Regions from separate parts of the Mus musculus genome. Here regions 1, 2, 3, 4, 6 and 7 are each linked to region 5. Evidence: chromatin contacts called from public HiChIP or PLAC-seq and promoter capture Hi-C data. All regions are on one chromosome and are shown on one strand. Each heading gives the region's core, a stretch centred on a gene start, on an enhancer-like site or on the middle of the called end of the contact. The rest is flanking DNA. Distances are from core to core; before and after follow the strand shown.

Evidence for each region. Promoter capture Hi-C pulls out the DNA fragments that hold promoters and counts their contacts. HiChIP or PLAC-seq counts read pairs in DNA pulled down with a chosen protein or histone mark. Capture Hi-C pulls out chosen DNA fragments and counts their contacts.
Region 1: a promoter capture Hi-C map of hippocampal neurons shows a contact between it and region 5, with 4 times the contacts expected there. The contact joins the promoter of A830036E02Rik here to the promoter of Jup in region 5. A contact is called at or near these places in 3 of 39 promoter capture datasets (the 3T3-L1 cell line, hippocampal neurons and pre-B cells).
Region 2: a promoter capture Hi-C map of embryonic stem cells shows a contact between it and region 5, with 2.5 times the contacts expected there. The contact joins the promoter of Stat3 here to the promoter of Jup in region 5. A contact is called at or near these places in 3 of 39 promoter capture datasets (embryonic stem cells, liver and pre-B cells), 1 of 484 Hi-C or Micro-C datasets (embryonic stem cells) and 3 of 115 datasets of contacts at active chromatin or transcription factors (embryonic forebrain, embryonic stem cells and large pre-B cells).
Region 3: a contact with region 5 is called in a promoter capture Hi-C map of liver, with 3 times the contacts expected there. The contact joins the promoter of Becn1 here to the promoter of Jup in region 5. A contact is called at or near these places in 3 of 39 promoter capture datasets (HPC-7-derived erythroid cells, the SN4741 cell line and pre-B cells) and 2 of 9 other capture datasets (adipose tissue and liver).
Region 4: a contact with region 5 is called in a promoter capture Hi-C map of pre-B cells, with 12 times the contacts expected there. The contact joins the promoter of Naglu here to the promoter of Jup in region 5. A contact is called at or near these places in 4 of 39 promoter capture datasets (cranial neural crest, liver, pre-B cells and 1 more), 1 of 15 datasets of contacts at CTCF or cohesin (large pre-B cells) and 2 of 115 datasets of contacts at active chromatin or transcription factors (embryonic stem cells and microglia).
Region 6: a contact with region 5 is called in an H3K27ac HiChIP or PLAC-seq map of extraembryonic endoderm stem cells. The contact joins the promoter of Krt23 here to the promoter of Jup in region 5. A contact is called at or near these places in 1 of 39 promoter capture datasets (liver) and 1 of 115 datasets of contacts at active chromatin or transcription factors (extraembryonic endoderm stem cells).
Region 7: a contact with region 5 is called in a promoter capture Hi-C map of hippocampal neurons, with 2.3 times the contacts expected there. The contact joins the promoter of Cavin1 here to the promoter of Jup in region 5. A contact is called at or near these places in 10 of 39 promoter capture datasets (3T3-L1-derived adipocytes, the C10 cell line, cranial neural crest and 6 more).

Annotation. Positions count from the first base shown.
Region 1 is chr11:99,415,872-99,418,571 of GRCm38.p6, forward strand. A830036E02Rik (RIKEN cDNA A830036E02 gene) reads left to right here and starts at 1,372. Exons shown (of 4, transcript NR_153851.1): 1 at 1,372-1,471; 2 at 2,064-2,541; 3 at 2,658-2,700. It overlaps Krt12 (keratin 12), which reads right to left. Exons shown (of 8, transcript NM_010661.2): 4 at 2,614-2,700; 5 at 2,403-2,528; 6 at 2,044-2,264; 7 at 1,024-1,094; 8 at 1-237. The coding sequence ends at 140.
Region 2 is chr11:100,938,100-100,940,799 of GRCm38.p6, forward strand. It overlaps Stat3 (signal transducer and activator of transcription 3), which reads right to left and starts at 1,441. Exons shown (of 24, transcript NM_213659.3): 1 at 1,157-1,441. Gm46295 (a long non-coding RNA gene) reads left to right here and starts at 239. Exons shown (of 2, transcript XR_001780333.2): 1 at 239-387; 2 at 974-2,143.
Region 3 is chr11:101,301,011-101,303,710 of GRCm38.p6, forward strand. Becn1 (beclin 1, autophagy related) reads right to left here and starts at 1,276. Exons shown (of 12, transcript NM_019584.4): 1 at 1,122-1,276; 2 at 718-846. The coding sequence starts at 844.
Region 4 is chr11:101,068,777-101,071,476 of GRCm38.p6, forward strand. It overlaps Naglu (alpha-N-acetylglucosaminidase (Sanfilippo disease IIIB)), which reads left to right and starts at 1,318. Exons shown (of 6, transcript NM_013792.2): 1 at 1,318-1,725; 2 at 2,304-2,451. The coding sequence starts at 1,349.
Region 5 is chr11:100,396,522-100,399,221 of GRCm38.p6, forward strand. It overlaps Jup (junction plakoglobin), which reads right to left and starts at 1,269. Exons shown (of 14, transcript NM_010593.2): 1 at 1,115-1,269. It overlaps Gm12348 (predicted gene 12348), which reads left to right and starts at 1,595. Exons shown (of 4, transcript NR_132425.1): 1 at 1,595-1,616.
Region 6 is chr11:99,491,867-99,494,566 of GRCm38.p6, forward strand. Krt23 (keratin 23) reads right to left here and starts at 1,254. Exons shown (of 8, transcript NM_033373.2): 1 at 803-1,254. The coding sequence starts at 1,198.
Region 7 is chr11:100,969,243-100,971,942 of GRCm38.p6, forward strand. Cavin1 (caveolae associated 1) reads right to left here and starts at 1,375. Exons shown (of 2, transcript NM_008986.2): 1 at 748-1,375. The coding sequence starts at 1,224.

The DNA.
Region 1 (2,700 bases), core at 122-2,621, 980 kb before region 5:
AAATGCTAACAAGACCCAACCTGCATAGAGAATCCAAGGAAAAGGAAACTGGCCAAAACAGGTGCTGAATTCATATAGCGCACGGAAGCAGTAACTCCTGGCTGGAAACTTCGCATCCCAGAGGAGCCCGTGTGAGGCCTTACATCTCTTCTTCAAGTTCCTGAACCTGGGATGAGACCACTTCGCCATTCACTATCTCCTGCACGACTGTCTTGATTTTTCGAGTTTTATTTGGGTCTAAAGGTAAAAAACAAACACAAACAAACAAACAACACAAAAGAGGATGATGATTATTACTAAGCAGTTATCAACCCAAGGTTTATTCTTGTTCAACTTAAGCTTTTCGTCAAATTCAGACTTTTGCAAGTGACTCCATTCCAAACCAAGTGAGTTTTACTTAGTGGAAATGAAATTTATTCAGGACTGTCTTGTGCACAAATCAAAAGGCTCAACGTCTCCCTCCATCTCTCTGTTCCTCTAGTTCTTTCTTTCAGTTCAGGGTCTTGCTAAATATTAGCCCAGGATAGCCTGGAACTCACTATCCCCCCCCCCCTCTCTCTTTCTCTCTCTCTCTCTTTTAATTTTTATTAAAAAAATTTAGCCCTCCAAGAGATGGGATGGCAGGCACACACTAATCCTGGTGTACTTTAAAAGCATTTAAGAAGTGTGCATGGTAGTGCATGAATGTAATCCTAGCATTCAGGAGGCAGAGGCAGGTGGATCTCCATGAGTTCAAGGGCAGCCTGGTCTACAGAGCGAGTTCCTGAACAGCCAGGGCTACACAGAGAAACCCCGTCTCATGGCGCTCATTTTGTCTTCCTAGAGTAGGATTTTCTTACTTGAGCTTGCTGAGAGTTTTAATATACCACTCCACTGCCCAGTGTGTTTGAGCAGAGATATGTCCCCTGCTCAGAACACAAATCTATTTTAAGTTATTTACACTCAACGTTTAGTGAGATCTTACAGTTTAGTCATTTCACGAATGAGAGTCTGCCTTATTTTTAATGATTCTCGTGTCCATACCTTTAGAGGAATCGACTGATGGTGTCTGCGGTTTGGAGACAGAAAGGGATGAGCTCTCGTCAAAACCGTCGCTGTAAAGAGAAGGAGAGCTGTGCTCACGTGATTGTTGGATAAGTAAGGAGACCCTGCTGCTTGAGCTTAAACATGAGAGACGCCTACACAACCGCAACAAAAATAGAGATGCTATTACAAGTTTCTTGGCTGACTGATGCACCACGAGGGTAGCTAATTGGGTCAGCACAGATTTTCATCCAAACCTCCTACAATGGGCTCTGAGGGGGAGCAGCTTGGTCTCAGAAATCAGCTGTCTTAATTTACCATCTGGGGCTCTTCCTTCCAGATTAGGCTGCTATTGTTGATGACGGGTTTGCTACCGTGGGGCTGGGTGATCCGGATGCTGCTATCGATGTGTTATCCCTAGCATCAAGAGATGGTTCTTCTAGAACATGTAAGTACTCATTTACAATGAGCATTTTATTAATTTGTATCAAGTGAGATAGTGGCTGAATACATTCTATTATCTAGTAAATTCTAGGCATGCATTTTCTAGATTTGTTGTTTTATCCTTTTTTCCCTCCTCTTCAAAAGTCTGTGTGTGTGTGTGTGTGTGTGTGTGTGTGCATGCATGTTCATGTGTTGGTTCTGGACTACACCTTGTTTGAGACACACTGGGCCACAGACTTCTGAGGCTCTTCATGCCTCCACCTTCTGTCTTCAGCAGGAGCGATGAGGTTAGAGATACACTCGACATGGGTTTTGGGGGCTCTGGACTCAGTTCTCTACACTTGCAAGCTTCCCAGCCCACCCCCTCTTCCTGCAGGCAGTATGCAGATGTAGCTCAGGTTGGTCTGGAACGTGGGTTCCTCTTGCCCCAGACTCCTCAGTGCTAGGATCACTGGCAAGATTTGTTCCCTGTTTAGTCGACTACAGCCCTCTTCTCCCACTGCAGAAAAAAAATCTGCATCAGGTGTCCACAGTCTTTCAGCCCCTACGATGTTTCCAATCTTATTGTCTGCTCACCCTTGGCTGTCCCCCTCCAGCAGCCGGCGGTAGGTCTCAATCTCCATCTCCAGGCGAGCCTTGACGCCCAGCAGCCGCTGGTGGTCCGCATTCTGGCGCTCCGCGTCAGCCCGCACCTGTTGGAGTTGCTCCTCCAGGCTGCCGATCAGCTGCTGCACCTGAGACAGTTGGCAGCAGTACCCACCCTCGGTTTCAGCCAGCGAGCCTTCCAGGGACGACTTCTGCAAATGGGAGATAGACAGAATTGTCTGGGGATCAGAGAACAAGATGGGCAGCCCATGGTCCAGCATACGGTGGGTGCAACATCTTTTTTTTTGGAAGTTAAAGGATGCATCATCTCTCTCTGCATGTCACGCTACCATGGCGAGCTGGGACTGGAGTTCAATCTCTAGGTTCTGCACCATGCGCTTCAGGTCGGTGACCTCGCTCTTGCTGGACTGAAGCTGCTCCGTGTTGCTGCTGATCTCTTTTCGGAGCTCTCTGCTCTGCAACAGCAAAGTAGGTGGATGGGGTGAGCTCTGCGCTGGCTCAAAGGGCTTTCTGGGAATGCATCAAATCTCGCGGTGTTACCTTTTCAAGAAACCAGGCCTCTGCATCTTTCCGATTTTGCTCAGCCATGGCTTCATACTGGGCTCTCATTTCATTGAGGACCTTGGT
Region 2 (2,700 bases), core at 191-2,690, 540 kb after region 5:
CACACTCTGAATAAGGAAACTGAATAAGCACTGACAGTACCCATACACACATCAATTGATACAACCGAGGGATGTGGACCAGGTATGAAAAAAGTGACTTGAGCAACAGTCTGGATTTTGCCAACTTACCAATTTATAGCCACACACCCCCCAACAGGTAAAGTTTACACACAGAACTCAGCCAAGGCCAGCCTGTCTTTGTTTCCCTAGCTTCTGCTTTTACACAAGAGCTTGGCTATGAGACAGAAAACTCCCACTCTTGATTGGCTCACCCTGGCCTGTGCAATTAAGCAACACCACGATCCAGTAAATGCAATGGCTCAATTATTTATCGTCTCGTCGAGTTTACCAGGTGTTTATGAGAGAACAATGTCAAAGAGGAAAGAGGTTTGTTGCTCTTTAGAGCTGGTTTGGCCAGGGATTTATTTTGAATTGGGAAAAAAAAAAGTGTTCTTAACAAGGTGGGGGAAATCATAGCTTAACACAGAAAGAGATGGGAGAGAATTTAGAAAGGATACAAGTTTGTCAATTTTCTATAGGAAATCTGATTCTTAAGAAAAAAATCTAGCCAGTCCCAGAGGCTGGGGGGGGGGGGGGAGGGGGAGGGGGAGGGGCGGAGAGGCAGGAGGAGAGACACAACAGTTCCCACCTCCTAAGTGGGTACAGCTGACTACAGAAGGAACGGGAGCAAGGCAAAGAAAGTGGCTAGGCAAGGAACGGCCAGGCCCAGCACAGGGGCAGGAAGGAGGCTCCTTCTAACGCCTCCACCCCAATGATCTCCACCTGAGTGGCAGTGGCTCTGGTGGCCCGAACGTCCCTAGCCTCCGGGAGCAGTCACAGGAGGGCCGCTTCTGTCAGTTCTGTTACCCTCAGCCTAGAATGTCCTCCCCCCCACGGTCCTACACCCCCCAGAACTCCCCACTCTCTCTCCGCATCTCCCCCTCGAAACTTACAGCGTCCCTTCCTTTCCCAGGCTGGTTCCTGTCATCCGGACGTCAGTGCCGCCGGGACGACCCTGTGTGTCTCCTCCTATCCTCCTGCCCCATGTAAGTGTCCATTCACAGCTCTAAGCACCCCCACAGCTGACGAACCGTGGGGTCCCCCATGCCGTCCCCCGTGCCGTCGGGGAGGTGGCCCCACCCTGCACCCCCTTCACCTGTCTCCGGGGCTGAGGCCCGACTGGCCGGCCTGCGCTGACTCCAGGCGCGAGCTGCTGGGCTCCCGAGGGCCGCCTGGCCTCTCCTAGCCGACGCGGTCAGGCGACACCGAGCGGGGTTGTACCTCAGCGATCCGGTTAGGGCTCGTTCCCTCCGCCGCGACGTCGGAACCCCAGGTTCCCCCTCCCTGTCTACACTGCAGCTCCGGAAACCGCTGAATTACAGCCCCTCCAGCCAATCCCCACCCAGCCGCCACTGGCCAAGACACGCCTCCATGCATAATTAAGGAATGGCCAGCTGGCTAGGCCACCCTGAGGCCTCCGGGCGAGCGCTGTACTTCCTAAGCCCCGCCCACTAACCAATGAAAAACGCCTCTAGGAGAGAAGGCGGGGTCGAGAGCTCTGGGCACACCTCCCTGAGTTGGCTGTTCTGAGAGCTTTGTGCTCCTCCCTCCGCGACCAAGGGACGCGCAGAGGCCTAGCTTACAAAAAAGCCCGGGGGGAGGGAGGAGACATTAGCGGAATGTCCTGCTGAAAACTCAGCTGAGTTCCTGGCAGTGCGTGACGTCAAGACACTTTAAATGCCCTGATACGGCTCGCTTCTGCCCGCTCTCCCTTTTCCCGGCCCTTGGCACCACGTGGGGGCGAGTTTGTGAGCTCCTTACCACGTGGGAATCAGCCACTTAGGCGGTCCCCAGGTGTCACCCCACTTAAGCATTTGGGTTTGTGGAGACATCAAAAAAGAACATGGGCAACTCCTGGCTGCTCTGAACTTCAGTTCTGCGTGATTATGGGCATACACCCGGAAATATGACGTGGAAATAGAGTAATTACTAGATTGCGTGGGGGAGAATAGTGGCTATAACCCGGTTCTCTGTTCCACCATTTCAAACCTGAATCTCAACAGCAAGGCTGATTGGTCAGCTCACAGAAATGCAGAGAGCCTATGCATGACAGCTGACACGAATACACAGTACTTGCCATTTCCACGTGTGTCTGAGTTCTTTTTTTTTTAAACTGTTATACTGGGTCTTGAAATTCTGAAAGATAGTTTTGACCAACTTGTTTCCATTAAAAGGTACTTATTTTAGGAGCTAGAGGGATGCCTAAGTTAAGGGGACTGCCAGGCTGATCCTGGTAAAAATTCAAGTTCAAGTTCCAGCATCCCACAAGATGGCTCTTAGCCATTTGTAACTCCACTCTGGGGTCTGGGGGGGGGGGGGGGATCTGAAGCCCTCCTCAGGCCTCTGCCCGCAGCAAAGACACACACCTTGTGCAGAAAAACGTGCAGACAAAATTAAATCACTTTTAATTAGGCACTTAATTTTAAGAACTGAAGCTAACACACACAGAGAGAAAGCCCATAAAATATTCTGATGATTTTAGGATTCATTGTTAACATTAACTAGTCTTTCACCATTAAACTTAAATGTCCAATTGAGACAAACCAGTTCTTCCACACTTTCCCACTACTGCTTAACTAGAGTGGCAGGAGTTAGGAGTAACATCCATTTAGTCTTTTGGGGGGGGTCTTGACGCTCTTG
Region 3 (2,700 bases), core at 26-2,525, 900 kb after region 5:
AGGTTCGAGTCCTAGCCCTCACACGGTGGCTCACAACCACCTGTTAACTCCAGTTCAGGGATCTGACGCCCTCTTCTGGCCTCTCCCGGCATCAGGCATTCTCGTCATGGACAGATGTACATGTAAGCAAACCACCTATACACATAACTAATACTAATTATGAATAAAAATGAATCAAGGTCTAGGGAGCTATATACAACAAAGCCAAGGTTTCCATGCTAATGCCAGGCCCATGAACGTGTTTAAACTCGCTAATCACCTCTCTCACTCTCTTCTTCAGGCTTCAAGGCTCTCCTACACTTCACTGGACCTCAGGTAAGTATGCTCACTGATGGCTCTAACCTCAACTCGTCACCTGTAAGAGGATGCACCATGGCACTTCTCCTGTCCTTTTTATTTTTGGAAACAGGGTCTCATTCAATAGCGCAGGCTGGCCTGGAACTTGAGGCAGCTCCGGCGTCAGCCTCCTGAGTTGCTGCAGTTATAGATGTGAGCCACCAAGCCTGGTTTCCACGGGGACTGTTACAGGACACCTGATTGATACACTGGTAAATCTTCAAGAAATTCTGTTATATGTGAATACTCCTTCACTCTGGAGACACTGTCAGAGGTCTATTCCTGACGAGAAAACCGAAAGCCAGAGACCGCCACCTCAATGTCCCTAAAGTTGCCCACTTCCCTCCTTCTTGACCACCCCTTTCCTCGGATCCTGCTGACCTGTGAGTTCCTGGATGGTGACCCGGTCCAGGATCTTGAAGCTCGTGTCCAGTTTCAGAGGCTGGCTACAGCGCTGGCACACGAAGCTCACCTGCATGGTGCTGCTGGACGCCTTAGACCCCTCCATGCCTGCGACAGCGGAGAAAAGACGACGTTAAGAAGAATCGGCTCCTTTGAACCTCGGGCCCGAGGCTACCCGCTGCCTTGGTGGTGGAGGTGAAGAGGAAAATCCCGGTCCGCGCCGTTCCCTCTGGGAGTGGGATGACACCAAGAGGACCCGCTTCCGGGGCAGAGCCCAGCTAAGGCAGTCTAGTCTCCCGAGCGGGGAAACGGGGCACCAGAGTGGCCGCCAGGGACTCTAGGCTTCTTCCTAAGGTCTCACTTCAGGCCCCGACGCTCCTCACCTCAGGAGCCCGGAGCCCGCCACCCAGGCTCGTTCTACCGCGGGGGCACGGTGGCCTCGGGTCCGCCCCGGAGCGAGACCTCCAGAGTTCCCATCGCCCGGTCTTCAGCTACTTCCCGGTCGGCTAGCTGAAGACTTCCGCCCAGGACCAGAAGTGACGTCACGACGGGAGCTGACGCAAGGACCCCTGCTCCAGATCCCTGTTTACCCGGCTCGGAGCGCCATCCAAAGGCCGAGCGGGGAAGTGCAGCAGTGCCGACAGGTGGGCCGAAGCTGCCCACACTCTTCTGATTTAGACGGTCCACTCAAGATTTGTTACTTCCAAGTGGAGCCACTTCTATATTCCTTAGGGATCAGGGTGTTGTTTGTTTGTTTGTTTGTTTGTTTGTTTGTTTGTTTGAGACAGGGTTTCTCTGTGTAGCCCTGGTTGACCTGGAACTCGCCCTGTAGACCAAGCTGGCATCCACTTCACAGAGATCCACTTGCCTCAGCCTCCTAAGGGCTGTGATTAAAAGCGTGCACCACCACCTTCCGGCATGTGTGAGCTTTTAAAGTGTATTTTTGGGAGAGTCAAATTGTCTAAACCCTTCTGAGGGAGTGCGTTTGGCAGGATGGTAAATTTTATTGTTATATGTATGTATGTATGTGTATGTGTGTATGTATGTATATATGTTTGTATATGTGTATATAATAAAATGCAAATACATTAAAGGTGATAGTTATATGTATGTATATATGTGTATGTGTGTATTATGTATGTATATAACAAAATGTAAATAAATAAAAAGGTGACAGTGGAGACTGGAGAGATGGCTCAGCAGTTAAAAGCACCAACCGCACTTCCAGATGACCTGGATTAAATCAAATCCATCCACCCACATGGCAGCTCATAACTGTCTGTAACTCCAAGAACTGACACCACTATCACCACTTTCACACAGTCATCCATGTATGCAAAACACCAATGCATTTGTGGTGTGTGTGTGTGTGTGTGTGTGTGTGTGTGTGTGTGAGAGAGAGAGAGAGAGAGAGAGCTGGCTCCTGTGAGTATGTGTGTATCTGGAATCATATCCAAGGCCTCTCATATACTAAGCAAGTACTCCACCAATGAACTGTATGTCCAGCCCTACTTTGTAAGTTTAACATATGTGGGCTGCCAAGATGGCTCAACCTGTAAAAGTGTGTGCACCAAACGTGAGAGAGACCCTAAGGTCAATTCCTAAGGATCGGAGTAGGAGGAGATGAAGTTGACCTCCAAAGGAATTCCAGGGTATGGACTGCCCTCCACCACCACTAAGGATAATAAAAATAATTGAATGTTTTCCATGTTGCTCCAGTTTTGTTAATTAACATTCTCATTGCTGCAATACATCACAGCAGAAACGCACAGATTACAGTGAATTTCTTTATTGATGGAAACTTCCATTGCTTCCAATTTGGGTGGATACAATAATATCACAATGAGGAATTGACTTTGTCCTAGAACAGAACCTTATCATTAAAAGTACTGTAGACTTTGGAATCTTCTCTTTATTAACATTGGCAGTTGTTTTCAAAACAACTCATATTATATTCTGCCT
Region 4 (2,700 bases), core at 68-2,567, 670 kb after region 5:
AGATGTTTTGGCTAAAGCAGACCCATGAAAAGATGATTTGCTAAGAATAGACACATGATGTTCTTCTAGAGACAGCCTAAAAGGGGGGGGGGTGGATATGATGTTTTACCAGAGCATATACTTGAGAAAACACATGATGTTTCTTTTAAAAAGACATAAATATAGCCCAAGGGACAGTAGACACTGCCAGATGGTGTTGGTTCACCTTGCCATTCTTTGTTGGTTATCATTTGTCATCACTTCATAGAAGGAAACGCACCAGGTAACTTCTAACAGCTTTATGACAATGGGTAAGTCTTTTTTTTTTTTTTTTTTTTTTGAACGTACTGAACACGAGTTTTCCTTTGAAATGCATTAATTTAACAGACCACCAGCTTCCAGCATCCTGGAAGCTAAGAATGTTATCTGAAGCCTGCAACTGATTCCCAGATTCACTATAACCCACTTCTGATGTCTCCACCAATCTATTCAAAAAAGTGTTTTGATATGTGCTCCATTACTATAAAAACTTCAAATTATTTCCACATTGGAACATGGAAACTGGGTTGACCTAAAACTGTTCCAGGGCCATGGTCATTCATATTGGGCTTCAGAATAAGCTCTCAGTCCTTTTGAAGCGAGAGTTGTGGGTTTTGCTGTCAATAGAGGACAATCTCGGGTGTTACCTTCTACCTTAAGATAAGGTCTCTTCCCCATCTGTCACTTTATACATCAGGGCAGCTGTCTCCAGCGCTCATCTCCCGGGAGCACTGGGATTGCAGCCTCCCAATGCTGGGACAGCTTTATGTGGATTCTGCCAATTCAAATGAATGTCCTCAGGTGCAAGCGCTTTATCCACTGAGCTATCTTCTCACCCAGAGAAATCCTTATTTGGTTTCCAGATCTTTAGCCAGAAATGACAACTGAGACTTCTCTAATATAAACAACAGTCTGATACGAAATAAAATCCAAATACACATTTATTAGATGAGGGGTTAGAATATAGCTTAGTGGTAGAGCCAAGTCTTGGCTGGCTTCAATTCTCGTCGCTTAAAAGAGTGGCTAGATATTTGGAAGGGAAGTGACTTGCGGAAGAAAGAGGGCCGAATCTGAAAGGGCTTGGGCATGCGCAGCGTCTCATCGGGCCGAGGATGTTTCATAGGGTCACGCACCCTCCAGCCACGAGCGCGGTCAGCAGACCCTGACCAGTGTCTGAGTCCGGAAACCAGGTTCTCCGGGCGGGTAGCAGGAGCCAACCTTCAGGTCACGTGGCCCGAGGTCGGCAGCCGATTGGATGCTGGCAGCCCTGCCCCGCGGGCCCGGAGCTTGGTATTGGTTGTGAGGGGGCAGCGGCCGCGCGGTTGGCATCATGGAAGCCGCGGGGCTGGCCGTGATTCTGGGGTTCCTACTCCTGGCTGGGGGCTCTGTGGGTGATGAGGCTCGGGAGGCAAAGGCCGTGCGGGAACTGGTGGTCCGGCTACTGGGACCCGGGCCGGCGGCCAATTTCTTGGTGTCCGTGGAGCGCGCGCTGGCGGACGAGTCGGGCCTGGACACCTACAGCCTGAGCGGCGGCGGCGGGGTGCCAGTGCTTGTGCGCGGCTCCACGGGCGTGGCGGCAGCCGCGGGGCTGCACCGCTACCTGCGTGACTTCTGTGGCTGTCAGGTGGCCTGGTCCAGCGCTCAGCTGCACCTGCCGTGGCCGCTGCCCGCTGTGCCCGACGGGCTGACCGAAACCACGCCCAACAGGTATTGATGCTGTGGGTCCCAGACGGCTGGGGCAGCTGCCTGCAGCCTCGGGACAGCCACCGTTGGTGAGGACCAGCACACCTAAGTCGGGGCTGCAGCTACAGACTCGCCTGGAGACTGAGAAGGAAGTGCTGGCTCGGGGATCTGTGCCTTCAAATCTTGGCTCCCCTCTAGCTGTATATTCTTGAGCCAAATCATTTAGCTTCCCAGCCCCCACTGCTGGAAATAATGACAAACTATAGGAACTGTGAGCCCTCTTCATGAGAGAGACCAATTTTGCCTTATGGCACTGACACCCTAAGACACCACAGGATGCACAGCAGGAGCTCTGGGCATGTTGAATAAAAATGAAGTTATGTATTCACAATAGCTACTAGCTAGGGAGGTCTGCGGGAAGTTCCAGCTTCACCCGAGGTGGATTTGGAATGAGCAGGAGAGGAGGCACATTGAAACCTTTGCCCACTGTCCTGTATGCGTACTGTGTTGGGGTTAGTAGCTGCCTCTGGCTGCCTCTGAAGTGTTCCAGAGGGGTGAGTGAGGCATCCCATATGTCCCCAATAATGTGCCCCTACCCGCAGGTACCGCTATTACCAGAATGTGTGCACGCACAGCTACTCCTTCGTGTGGTGGGACTGGGCCCGTTGGGAGCAAGAGATTGACTGGATGGCACTGAATGGCATCAACCTGGCTCTGGCTTGGAATGGCCAGGAGGCCATCTGGCAAAGGGTTTGTGCCAACCTGGCCCCTCACACTCTCCTGCCTGCCTTACATACACCCCTGCCCCTGGGAAACCGAGGCCTTCCAGGGTGGGACAAAGTATCTGGCAGTATATGTCTGTAATCCCAGGACTCAGGTAGAGGCAGGAAGATTCAAGATTGAGTTCCAAGGCAGGAACTCAATCAGGGCAGGTACCTGGAGGCAGGAACTGAAGCAGAGACTTTGGAGCAACACTGCTTGCTTCCTGACTTGGTCAGT
Region 5 (2,700 bases), core at 19-2,518:
CCCCATTGGTCCCTACCTCAGGCCTTAGGGGCCTGGCAAACAGGATGGAGTTGGGGGCAGGGAGAACAGGGTCAAAGCGCACACACTGGCTACGTTCAGCTTGGAGCTGACTGGGGGAAGGGGTTTTCCTCCAAGAAGTACCACCAAGCCTAGAATCAGCTCTCAACAAGGAGACTAGAAAAATCCTAGAAAAGGCTCCCATGGTTACTTTCTCCTGGAAAGTTTGTTTGGAGTGATTTCTCAACAAGAATGGGTTGCAGAAATCAAAAGATATTGCTGTTTCCCTATCAACACTCTGGAAACCACAGCTACTAAAAACTGGGCGAGTGCTTCTTAAATTTTCTCTACCGGCCCAGACTCCAGGCCAAGCCACCAGTGTCAGACATCGGTAGGGCACTCAGCCCAGACCCTTCACCAGTTCCCCAGTCACCCTATCCCACCTCCGTAGGAGAAGGCATTGACCGGCGTACACTAGAGCGGAGGGAGGCGCCACAGGTCCAGCTCGGAGCTGCAGGGCAGGGCCTCCGTCTTCCAAGCGCTCACCTGCTCTGCTCAGCAGGTGGGAATTGCGTCCCTGGGAAAATGTGCACTCGGCCCCCACAGTTTGGAAAGCTGGGCGCAGACAATAGGGCCCCACCCAGGCCTGGGGGAGTAGGGAGGGAGGGAGAGAAAGCGAGGATGACGCGTGGGGTGCGGTGAGGGTGGCCCCAAAGAGACTAGGCAGCAAGTTTCCCAAACGGTAAATTCCTGTCACCGTGAGCTCCGGGACCAGGCGGAGCGGGTCAAAGTCTGCTCGGTCAGCTCCAGGGGAGAGTCAGGGACGCCGTGTTAGGCGAGCTCTGGGGCCCTGGGGGAGGCGCGAACTCCGAGGCACCTGCCCTAGTTCCTCCCCACCCTTCTCAGACCTGCGGTTCACCGAGCCTGGAGGGGCGCTCCAACCCAGATTGCTTGTCCCAAGGGTCCCGCGCCCCGGACCCCAGCGCGCCCCCTGTCGCTGGTGTAGGATGCGCTCCCTGACACCCGCCCTCACCTGCCCTGAAACCGCTGGAACCAGCCTCCCGGCCGCTTGCTGTCCCTACTCTCCCACAGTGATTCGTACCCCGATCGGGTGTACCTGAGCGTGGAGCCGGGCTGAGCCGAATCGGGGTCGGGTCTGGCCGGGAGGGAGCCGGCGCGGGCAGCGAACTGAGCTCGGCGCACTCGGGCGGCGGCTGCTCCGGACTCTGGCCAAGGCAGCAACTCAGTAACCGAACAAAAGGCAAAGGGACCTGACAGCCAAGCCACACCTCTCGCCCCCTCGAAGCTCCGCCCCCTAGGGAGACTCCCACCCTCTGAGGCTATCTCACTGGCTGCCCAGCCTGACTATCCCATCGAGGGGCGGAGCCTCGCGCCGGGACCTCTACCACGGCCGCCTCTGTTTATGCGCTCACCATTGGCCCCAGGGACTGCCACTCGACTCTGGGGTGGACGCCAACTTGAGGTCTCATCCTCACTCTGCATCTATTGGCAAATAGAAAGTTTCTTCTTTATGATTGGACAGAGGGCTGTCAGTAAGACTAAGGAAAAAGCCAATGGATCAGGTGGGGCGTGACTTGCCCCACCCTAGCCCTGAGCAGGTAAGACTCATTATTCTCCCCTTCCCCCCCTACCTGTCCAACAGGTGAGTCAGGGGGAGGCATGGGAAAGGACTGACGCCTTCACTAGCCAGCCAACTCAGCGTCAGGCTTATTCATTCTTGCCTCAACGTAGTAATAAGATGTTTGTAAAGCATTTCATAGGCTTTGTGCTGGGTTGGGATTTTCTCCCCCCTACAAAAGATGGAGTGTTCCCTGATCCCTTCTGTTTAGAATTAGCAGGCCTGGGTTTGGGTTCTCCCCTTAATCTTTGTATGACCTTAGGCTAGTTAGTGTACCTTTCACCCTGTATCTCTTCTGTAAAGTGGGTTCATTAGCTTTATCTATCTTAGGTTGGAGAGATTAAATGAAATAAGCTTTGTAGTAGCACTTAAACAGCTGAGGAATGTCAGTATTTAAACTGTCTCAGTTCGAGACAGTTCTTAAAAAGTGCTGGAGCAGCCAGGCAGTGGTGGCACTCGAGGAGGCAGAGGCAGGCAGATCTCTGTGAGTTAAGAGGCCAGCCTGGTCTTCAAAGTGGGATCGAAATGATCCATGTTAAAAGAATATTTTTAATGGGCTTGTGTGGTGCCTCAGTTGTGCAGATGTGACCACCCGAGTCTGATACCTCATGGAGGGAGACAACAGCCAAGTCTCACAGGTTGTCCTCTGTCCTCTGATCTCCCGCCTTGGCACAAGTGCCACACACATAAAAGTAAATAAAATGTAATGCGATTTTAAAACTACGCTCCAAAGAGATCACAAGACTAGGAAATATGGTACACTCTAAACTCCGACACCTTCTTTCTTTTTTTTTTTTTTTTGTTTTTGTTTTTGTTTTTGTTTTTCCAGACAGAGTTTCTCTGTATAGCCCTGGCTATCCTGGAACTCACTTTGTAGACCAGGCTGGCCTCGAACCCAGAAATCCACCTGCCTCTGCCTCCCGAGTGCTGGGATTAAAGGCGTGCGCCACCACGCCTGGGCCGACACCTTCTTTCAAGTCCCAGAGCAGAAGGGTCAGTGTGTTTTGGGGGTGGGGCGGGGGGGGGCTGGATACTGCTCCAGGGAGAAACAGACAAAGGAGATT
Region 6 (2,700 bases), core at 4-2,503, 900 kb before region 5:
TTGTATCCAGGCATCCCAGAAAGTAGAAGCTGAGCATCTTAGGTGTTTGACTGGGAAGCATGGTATTCTTTGGGAAGCCCATCTCTCCAGTTTTTAAATGCCCAATTTTACTATTCTCACCCCCCCACCCCCAGCAATATGCCTTTATCAGAAGTGTGACCCACTTTATCTTTTAGCAGTTCCTAGAAAAATATCCAGGGATGTCCACGATCTATCTGCTGCTGGAGAGACAGCTTTTTCCGCATGACCTACACAGTAGCGTAACTCAGCCTTTTGTTGATAGAGAGTCACACTGTCGTCAGGCCTCTGAGGTGGAGCAGAACTGATCTGATTTGGAAGCAAATTCTCTCCTGGGCCTTGTGTACCGAGGGTGCACCCTGCATAGCAGCCTTATCATTTCTGTGATGTCGTTGGATCTTACGTGATACTTGCACGGTGACAGGCTGTCTGACACTCCTAAGGCTCACATATTTGGTTCACCCCCCGCCCCACCCCCCCATGTTTTAAAGTGTGTAGAAAACCAGGCAGTTTTGCTGTTTAAAAGATAGTGTATAGTAAATCTGAAATGTTTGCTGTCTGGTTTCTACATCATTTGCAGAGAGGAAATTATTTTTATAAACAGATTTCCCCGAATCCATCCATACTTAAGCTATAGCAGTAAGATTTGGGTGAGCAGTACTTGAGCTGAGTTCTTTTTGCTGTTTGCCCTGGGAACTGCCATGCACACAGTCTGGTTCCCCCTCCCTCTATCCTCTCTGGGTATGGCAGTACCATAGCTACAGGGTCTCTCTCAGTGTCTTACCTGCTCCTGCAGGCGGCTGATGTTTTCCTCATACTGGGAATAATCCTTTCTGTGGCTGGGTTCTCTCTCCTGATGCCACCTTAGTATACGGGTTTCCAGCTTCGAGTTAGCCTCCTCTAGAGCCCGCACCTTCTCCAGATATGTGGCCAGGCGATCGTTGAGATTCTGCATGGTGGCCTTGCCATTGCCACCTAGCAGGGGACTGCTTCTTCCAGACCCCCATGATCCTCCAGGAGGCAGGCAGCCTGGCGTGGTGAAGGAAAGGGAGATGCGGACACCCCCTGCGCCTCCATGGACACTCGGTGCCCGATGGCAGCTCCCCTGCCGCCCCCGGGTGCTTCCGAGGCTGTGGACAGAGGCCGAGTAGGTCTGGTTAAAGCTGTGGCTGGAGTTCATGGTCCCATCTGTGTATGGAGCAGGGCTATCTCAGCTCTCTGACGCTCACAGGACTGAACTGCCTCAGACTGCTTGAGATGGTTTTATGCCCTTTGCTGTGGGAGTTTCCTTCTCTGACAACTGTACCGACAAGATCCTATCATTGTGCAATGTGTGTTTCCTCTTGGTCAATCCGGAGGTGCCCCTGGGCCAACACACTCTGCTGTTGTTGTTTAGAACCACGTGAATATGCCAGTTACCACCTCCCTCCCAGTGGTAACCCGGAGGCGTGGCCCAGGCCACCAGGTGGGTAGCAGATCTCAGATGTCTTTCTAATCTCGCAGTGGAAAATTTCCAATGTACATTCGCCCAAAAAAGGTCAGATTAAAGTCCACAGTAAGACTGGTGTGGTATAGCTTTTCTTTTAAAAAAAACCAACCATTAATCTCTCTCACACACACAGTGCTCCAGATAAACCCTCTTACACCAGGATAAGAAAGACTTACAAGGTTAGAACCAGAACAAACCAGAATCTCAAGTCCTGGAGGAAATCTGCTCCCGTGCGGAAGGAAACAGAGAGGGCTCTGAATATCTGATTCCTTTGTGTCTGCTGCCGTTTGATGGAAAGTAATTTCAAAGGAATCACTCTTCAGAACAAACCCTCAATTACAGTCGTAATTAATTAATGAATGACTGGCCTTCCGCTTCCAGGATGCCTTTGATCCCAGCACACCTCAAAACCAAACAAGCCAGCCTGTGCCTGGGATGTCCCTGGGCTCCAGGGAGGAAAAGATGGCTTTGCTATTTGACCAGTAGCCCTGGGCAGTCTCTGTTTTTTTTGGTTGAGTCCCCGGACCATTGACCTGTATGCGATCTACAGCAGGGGCTATGAAAACAGGAAGCCCGTCGTGGTGGTCTGACATGTGTGATGCATCTTAACTTTCTGCCAAGGCAGAGGTTGAGAGTGAATAATGATGTAGTTTGGGGCAAGGGCTCTGTGCTGGTTACTGGTGACTCCATTTAAAGATGACGTAGAAATAAGCTGTCAGGGTCTATGGAGATAGTTCAGAGGGTCAGGGTCCTTGCTGGGCCAGCCATGCACACAGTCTATGTGTATCCCCAGAGTCTATGTGTGGTGTTGCTATTACACCTTTCCGTTGTTGGTGTGAGTGCAGAGACAGGAGGGTCTCTGGGGCTTGGAGCCCACCAGTGTAACTCCTGGTTTAAGGAGAGACTCTGTCTCAGTGGAATAAGGTAGAAGGTGACAGAGGAGGACACCCAGTGACCTTTGCTGCTTTCTGGTGTGCTCATCCTCTCCCACCCCCATGCTCACAAACATGAGGCACACATACATACGAAACAAAAAATAAAATGTCAGTTATCAGAAGAGACTTTGGTGTCACTCTTCAATGCCACCAACTGCACAGATCAGGGAAAATGAGGCCTGTATGGGATATGGGGAGGATGAACTGAGTTAGGGAAGCCACATAGCACTGCTATCAGTCACAAAGAGGTCCTGTACA
Region 7 (2,700 bases), core at 125-2,624, 570 kb after region 5:
GGGTGATTCACTGCGCCCAGACCGCCACCTCCACCCGCCCCACTTACACTCCTAACGCCCACCCTACCTGCCCCACCCGCTCCCAGCAGGCGCCAAGGGCGCCCGCGCACTGCAAGACCCTTGGGAACTGAAAGTGCCTGGAGGCCAGGGGCAGATCGCGGCCTAGGGACATGCGTGGGTAGCCGAGGTTGGTGCGGGGGCGCGGGGATAGGGTGTGGGGGGCTGACGATCGTGTCCCTTGCATGGCGCCCCCGCCACTGCGTGCCTGAGCCCTGAATCACCCGCTATATCGGGCCCGCAGCGCCGGAGGCCCCAGGTCCCGGGCCCCACCTTTAGTGTCTGCTTACAGAGGGGCATACAGAGACCACCAGAGACCTCGGGCATTCCCTCCCTTTTCCCTCTCTCCGCCCCACCAAAAAAAAAACTTCCTCCAAGTGGAAAGGCGTTTGACAGAGACAAGCTGGGAGCATTCAGCGTTCCCAAGTCTAGCCCGCTAACTTTTCCGATAGGAGTTAGAGACCGTGGGGAGGAGCCTGGAGAGGAAGGCGCAGGGTGCGCCCCTCTGTGAGCCCCAAGAGTTTGCCACTCCCTAAACCCCACTCCAACTGGGTTCACAGGAAGGGGGGAGGAGCTCCTGACCGCTCTCACCAGGCCGGGCTGGCGGAGAGACGAGCCTCGGCCGGGTGTCCCCACCCGGATCCCAGGCCGGGACCCCAGCTCTGGGCGCGGTCCGCCCCGCGGGCTCACCTGGTAGATCATGACTTTGAAGTTGCGGCGCCTCAGCAGCTCCGCCTCGTTGACCTCCAGTTTCTTTATCTGGCCGGCCTGGCGCTCCAGGCTGCCGCGCACGGTCTTCACGTTGACGCTGACCTTGCGCACCTTCTCCAGCAACTTGCTCACGGTGTTGCTCGTGGTGGCGTGCGCCTTGCCCAGCTTGCTCAGCTCTCCCTGGATGCTCTGCACAGCGCCCTCCATCTCCGCCTGTCGCTCCTCCAGCTGGGCTTGGGTCAGCTGGATCTGGTCAACGGCGCCGATGATTTTATCCAGAAGGCTCAGCACCAGCACACCGTTCACCTGGTCCGACTTGATCAGCTCGTCGGAGCCGGTCCCCGACGGCTCCTCCGTGGCCCGCGCCTCCCCTTGGGTGGGCTCCGGGCCCTCTGAGGAAGCATCGGGAAATCCGGAATACGGCCGCTCAACGATATGGAGCGTGACATCCTCCATGGCTTCCCGGAGCCGTGCGGGGCCGACCGGGTGGAACTGGAGCGGGAGACCGGGAGAGAAGGAGGAGCGAGAGACTGGACAGCGAGCAGGAGCCCAGAGCGGAGGAAACTCGAGCCACGTCCGTGCGCACCGGGACTCTAGCCAGAACTGTGGGGCGGGGAATCTGCGAGTTGCCCGGCTCCTAGACCAAACCCGGAGTCCCGTCGGCCATTGGCTGGCCCCACCCCAGAAAGGGAGGAACCGGGGCAGGAGGGGAGACCAACCCCGGAGGGGCAGCAGAGGGGAACCCAAGAGCTGGGCGCCCCACCCTGTTCAGGATGGTTGGAATAGTTGGAGCGGGAGTCTAGGGCCCCCCTTGGCAGTGGAGGCTGCGGCAGCGGGACTGGGGCAGAGGAATGTGAGCTGCGGAAAGGAATTAGGTCTTCGGAGTGTGCTCTACTCTTTCTCTTTCCTCACCCACAAACCCACTCCAGCCTTTTAAGATCAAGCTGAGGTCCAAATGGCGCGTGAATTGGGTGTAAACGAGTAGTTTGTGTCTATGCCTCATGTCCTTGGAGGATCCTTGCCCTATACAATCTTTTTCAAAGATTTGGGGGTCTGCCCCCATCGTCTATCTATACACTGAGTTACCACTGTCCCCCAAATCTTGTGGGGTTGTTAGTGAGAGAGAGGGAAGAGATGAAATGACAGAAAGGGTGACGGCCTAGAAAGGGCCTCTAGGTTTCTCTTAGAATTGTAAGGACAGGGCATGATTAAGGCGAGAAGTAAATTATAAAGTAAAAGCTTTTGGTCACTTCTCCCAGGGCCCCCTCCAGCAGATATCTAGCTAATTCTAAGAATGTGAGCGTCGGACTCGTTCTTCCCTTGGGTTCTCGGATATTAGGTGAGCATTCAGGGAGATCACGGAACCCCATCTCTTTACCTAGCAGAGAAAAGAAGGCCAAGAGGAGGCAGGTGGCTCTCCAGGGTTCACTCCAGGTTACTGTTGCCATCTGTTCTTAGCTCCAGGTCTCTGAACTCCACCGGTACTCAGTACCTTTCCCTGGGGCAGGAATTGGGGCAACTATAGCGGTACTACCGAATGGGGAAGCGAACAGTTTTCTTCATGGTGCTGAACACCAAGGAGCTGGCAGTTCTGAGCAGGCGCAGAAAAGTCCTTAGCACAGACGTCTAGAGACACAGGCTGCCCTGTGTCTCTAGACACAGGCCCTCAGCAATCCCTGGAGCCACCCCAATTCCCTTTCCCACAGAGATACTGAAAACCTTTTCCCTGATTAGGAAACCAGGCTTGGGGTTCCCCGCCTGGATGGGTTCTCGGCAAAAGGTCACTTCTAGTCTGGTGCCCACCCTCCTTAAGTTAAACGCTGCTCTGTGGAGACTCGAGGGTCGTCGATCTAATCAATCAATTCACCAACGTGTGGAGCAGATTGCCATATAGGGTATAGAACTTTAGGGACCTCTGAATAAAACAGCAAT